Regions from separate parts of the Mus musculus genome. Here region 2 is linked to region 1. Evidence: chromatin contacts called from public Hi-C data. All regions are on one chromosome and are shown on one strand. Each heading gives the region's core, a stretch centred on a gene start, on an enhancer-like site or on the middle of the called end of the contact. The rest is flanking DNA. Distances are from core to core; before and after follow the strand shown. Region 1 overlaps Gm42210 (a long non-coding RNA gene). Region 2 overlaps Gm20755 (predicted gene, 20755).

Region 1 (2,532 bases), core at 15-2,514:
TAAGTGCAGACAGGAAGAAACTGCACCTCTGTTCCCTGGAGGAAATGCAGGTTTGTGAAAAATATTGCCTGAACAAGATAAAATAATCTGTGAGTCACCGAAACCCTTTCTTTCAGTGGTGACAGGCACTGGTAACATTTTTGATCACATTTAGATTTGAATGTCTTTTGAACAGGACAGGAAATTGAGGGATCTCTTACCTTAACTGCCACAAACGCATGGCATCTCAGAGTAGGGAGAAGAGATTACCCAGATCCTTAGTACAACATATTTTTCTTTTATGGGCCTGGGGTTTGCCCTGCATCTATCTGCAGCTGATGTATGCCTCGTTCCCTCACAGGTCAGAAGAAGGCATTGGATCCTCTGAAAATGGAGTTAGAGACCATGTTGGTGCTGGGAACCGAACCCTGGTCCTCTGCAAGAGGTTCTCTTCATGGCTGAGTCATCTCTCCAGTCTGCTTTATCCAGATGACTCTGAAGCTGCAGCAAGTCTTACAGCCCGAAGCTAATTGTTTAAACTTCCTTTCCTCTTATCTGTGTGTGTGTAGGACAGGGAGAGAGGAGGAGCGAGGACATGCAGAAAGCAGATGTGAAAATAAATATTTATCAACAAAAGCTTGGCAAACCTTGACTAGTATTTCTCCCTTGCACTGTGCTTTCCTGATTTCCCTGAACCCCAAGATATTTATAGCTAGAGAAGACAAACCTTTCTGTTTATCACTTCTTCACCAAGCCCAGGCAGCATGTGTGGGGAATTCCAATGCTTCCCCGTAAACACAACATTAAGAAACGTTTTTTGGCACAAGAAATCTCTGCCAGAGAAGGGAGGAGGCTGATTGTGTGACCACCTGCCTGTGTCCCTTCCATTGGACCCAGAGGAGTCGCCCCAGCGTCCCAGGAGTCTCCTCCTGCGGGGGTGGGGATACTGAAGCTATGGACAGCCAAGGGAAGCTTGTCTCCCTAAGAAAGAGGAGAGACTTGGAGCAGAGACAATGACAACCACACCTTGGTCCGACTACTTAGATTTGTGGGTCTCTTGCTTTCTATTTAAAACATATCCTCCTGTCGGGACGGACTCCAAAGATGGATTTGAGGAAACTGTGGCACTGGATCTTTCTGTCCTTCTTCCCTGTGTAGCTACGTTGAATAAATCTCCTTTTTCTGGCTTTCGTTATTAATTTGGCTTTTCCAGTTGGTGTATTAAGGACGGGTTGCCAAACCTGGTTCACTGGGGCACAAGCTGTGACCCTAGGCCCTGTAACAGTTTGTCCCGTCCTTGGACTTCCAGGCAGAATAAACAGCACCTGTATCAAAGGCGGCCACACACTGGCGCAGGCCCAGCAGCGCCGCCGCCGGAGATTTGGTCTGTTTATCAGACAGTACATTGTCTTAACCAGGATGTGGTCGCCTCTGTAACAAGAGGTATGCAAATGAGTTTCCCAGAGACCCAACACCCTGCCCCCCACTCAGTCCTTCCAGAGACACAGGCTAATGGGGGCTGTCCTGAGATCCGAAGACAGAAAGATGGGAAGAGGAAACATCCAGAATTAACCAGAGTAGTCCTTCAGACCCTTCGGAGAAATACCTCACAAATACAACCTCAAACCATCTCCCTCCCAAAGAAAACCATTTTAAAATTAGAGAGCATATTTTTTATTATTCGGTTAAAAATAAAATCTGATTCCCGCTTGTATACTCCCAGCCCAGGGGAGGAAAAAGAGACTTTAAAATGACCCTTTTTTTCTGTCCAGAAAATTGCAACAACAAGGGCTTCCTCAAGCCACTGACAAGAGTGTGTGTCTCAAGCCATTTGTCTCCTCCATAAAGAGATACAGTGACGACACCTGGATGCTGTAGTAGAGTGTCCAGAACACATCCTGGACCCTATAAATGCCAGATGACTCTACATTATAAGCATATTATCACAATGGAAGCACATAAGAAGAGAACAGGAGAAAGAAACTGGACTGGCAGGAGGGGCAGGGACCCCAAAGCAGCAGTTCCCACCACGTCTTTGTTTCTCTGGCCAGAATGGTGGAGGGGGTCTGGTTTTCCTCCTCCTCCTCCTCCTCCTCCTCCTCCTCCTCCTCCTCCTCCTCCTCCTCCTCCTCCTCCTCCTCCTCCTCCTCCCCCCCCCCTCCTCCTCCTCTTCCTAATTCTCCTCCTCTTCGTCCTCTAGGTGGAGAGCAGAGCAGAACTTCTGCCAGACACTGAGAACTTTCTGGTGGACAGACTTACAACTTAGGACTCTAGGCTTTCATGGAAAAAACAAAAAGGATTCTATCGATTCCCCAGTTTCACCCCATCTCCTGAATGATTGAAGGATCACCTCCTGGGGCGGGTGGGGGTGGTGGGGGAGAGTTGGGAGGGCGGGGTAAATGACACAGCAGCAATGACTGGGTGTTACAGGGAGACCAGTTTTTACTCCAATGACCTGGCTAAGGGACCCCTAGGAAGGTCGGCTCACCTTAAGCCATGCTAGATGAGTGGAATAATCAGCCTTTAATGAGATAATATGTTTTCCTTCCCAGA
Region 2 (2,532 bases), core at 19-2,518, 150 kb before region 1:
GTGACTCAGTTGTATACGTATATTTGTTCTCATGGGCTTTAAACAGAGATTCAAGGTCACTTCTAAAGTTCATGGTCAGAGGGAAGGTTGCCCTTCAGTTGTATTTTCACCTCTTAGATCTTTATACTGAGCAAGGCTTGTGTTTTCAGATGGTATTTTTCATGGGATCTTGTTAAAGAAAGCTGCATGGCTGCAGAAAGTGACACAGAAACTCCCTGAGCCTCCCTTGACCTTGCCACACAGCCTCTGCCCACACCGTCAGCAGCCAGCAAGCCACGGTGTACACCTTCCGTCCCAAGATGAAGAAGCCAGAGGCCAGGAGGGAGGCTTTCCCACCCATCCATGGTCCTCAGTGGAGACTGAATGTCTGGCTTCAGGAACTGCATGCTTCACTTCCCCAGGGGCATTCCATGCCTGGCTCCAAAGGAACTGGGTATTTCAGAGCACTGTCTGATTAGAAACAGTCAACCATGAAGACCCTGAGAACTTCAGGGAGACAAGGACGGCCCTGTGAGTCCTGATAACGTGAGGATGACCCCAAATGTCACATTAGTGCGTAGCAGAACGATACTCGGTAGCTTCTGGAAACACAGAAAGCACTCAGTAATAAGGGTACCTGGCTGGTAACTAAAGCCCTGAACCATTACATTAACCATGCAAGATCAATGAAAACTTTCTCTCTTTATGTTTTTGTGTGCGTAGAAAAGTATATGTCTGCCTCATGGTCTTTCCCCCAGATTCTATTTCTTACAAAAAGATGAAAATACTCTTGTCTCTTCCTGCATTATCTTTCCAACTACTTTATAGAGTAAGACACCACAATGAACTAAATACCCATCTCAGGGAATAACTGAAAATACACAGGCCAAGGTTCATGCGTCAACCTACTTTATTTTATTTTGTTTGTTTTATCTTTATTTGTCTTCATAAATCAATGGCCTCCCTTCAACCCTTCCCCACAGGAGCAGGAAGGACAAGCTGTGTGTTGGCTGCTGTGTAGATGAACACATGAAACCAGAGAGAGTACAAGGAGGGAGATGAACTGCGTGAGCTCCGAGTTCCTATCTGATCAAACCCTTAACCTCTGTTTCCTTCCTTGCCCTGAATATTTATTTTAACTCCGAGGCTCAGTCTTCGACCTTCGATGCCAGAAATATTCTCACACATTCCGAGAAGGTGCTTTCATCCAGTTCCAAATAATGTCAGGGTAAGGGTCAAACCTGGGTCCTGGCTTGTCCCGGGCAAAGTCCACCCAACGTTTGGCATGTCTGCACGCTGTGCAGGCAGCTGACAAGGGACTGTTGACAGTCCAGTTTTTACTTCCCGCCCTCTCCTCCTCCTCTGAGTTTACATTGCAGAACAGACAATAAACTGCTTCTAGACTCTTCCCAGCCCCCCTCGCTCAAAAGCTGAACTGAAGACAGAAAGCACCCTCCACACCCTGCTCCTCCAGCTTGACCCTACCTGTGTTTGGCCTTCGCCCCTGGACCAAATCAGCATTCCAGGGCCATGAGAGAATGGCATGTTCACCACCCAACAGGAAACGGAGCAGGCCAGGCGTTGACATCACCTGGCAGATGTGCTTTTCAAGTGTGAGGCTTTATTCAAACCTTTTCATGGAAATCATTGACACAGAAAAGAAATAAAGAAGAAAAACAAGAGGGAGAGACAAAGTTGGTGCCGAGATGGGCATGTTTTGCACCCCATAAAAAAAAAGGAATTAAAATGAGTCAAGCTCACCTCCCTTCCTCTCCACCCCCACCCCTCCTCACTCATCCTTTAAGTCTGGAAGTCAATGTTTCTGAAACACTATAGCTACTGGCAGGGCAGCCACACATAAAACTGTCAGTCTGCAAGGAAAGTAGACGGTTGAGTTGAGGGGAAAGGGGCTAAATCAATTTGAGCATGCATGTTAAGGACTGTGAAAGGGCAGCATGGAGAACGGCAGGGCCAGAGAACATTTGTCTCTGTCTCCTTGTGTTTCCACCACACAGAGCAGAATCCACCCACTACGGCTCCAGCCAGGCTCTGAGCTGATTGATGGCAGCTGGAGGTGTCTGCTTGCTTCCTCAGCACCCTAATCAGAGGCCCCCTGGGCCCACACTCGTGTACCTATGCTTCTGGGCAGGAAGCATCTACTCAGCCTGCTCTCTGCCAGGACTTAGGAAACACAAGTTCCAGCAAGGCTGGGACAGCTCTGCTCGCCACGGGACCCAATCAGGTAGACTATTCTTCTTAAGCAATGAGCGCATATTAAACCTCATACGGAGAAGAAAAAAATATGAAGTTCTACAAAACGTTTTCATTTTTTATTTTTTAAATATTTTTTATTATTACGTATTTTCCTCAATTACATTTAGAATGCTATCCCAAAAGTCCCCCATACCCTCCCCCCTACTTCCCTACCCACCCATTCCCATTTTTTGGCCCTGGCATTCCCTTGTACTGGGGCTTCCAAATAACTCACTCTCTGGAGGGAAAATAAAGATGACCTGGGTCTTAAGGTTTTCTCAGGCATTGGATTCATTTTGC

What was found. Hi-C and Micro-C count contacts between places; a contact is called where the count stands out from the background.
Region 2: a contact with region 1 is called in a Hi-C map of liver, with 3 times the contacts expected there. The contact joins two enhancer-like sites. A contact is called at or near these places in 2 of 15 datasets of contacts at CTCF or cohesin (large pre-B cells and pro-B cells), 15 of 484 Hi-C or Micro-C datasets (colorectal tumor organoids, forebrain, liver and 3 more) and 9 of 115 datasets of contacts at active chromatin or transcription factors (CD8 T cells, Th17 cells, embryonic stem cells and 6 more).

The regions. Positions count from the first base shown.
Region 1 is chr3:37,757,128-37,759,659 of GRCm38.p6, reverse strand. The region is part of intron 1 of Gm42210 (a long non-coding RNA gene); the gene reads right to left. Among named protein-coding and RNA genes, the nearest start is that of Gm42210, 5.2 kb to the right of the region's middle. Within about 2 kb of position 1,264, at least 161 of the 459 cell types and tissues checked have an H3K27ac peak or open chromatin away from gene starts, as enhancers often do. A contact at or near this core is called in heart atrium, liver, neural progenitor cells and 3 more, where this site is marked.
Region 2 is chr3:37,906,482-37,909,013 of GRCm38.p6, reverse strand. All of the region lies in intron 1 of Gm20755 (predicted gene, 20755), which reads right to left. Among named protein-coding and RNA genes, the nearest start is that of Gm20755, 8.9 kb to the right of the region's middle. Within about 2 kb of position 1,268, at least 110 of the 459 cell types and tissues checked have an H3K27ac peak or open chromatin away from gene starts, as enhancers often do. A contact at or near this core is called in heart atrium, liver, neural progenitor cells and 3 more, where this site is marked.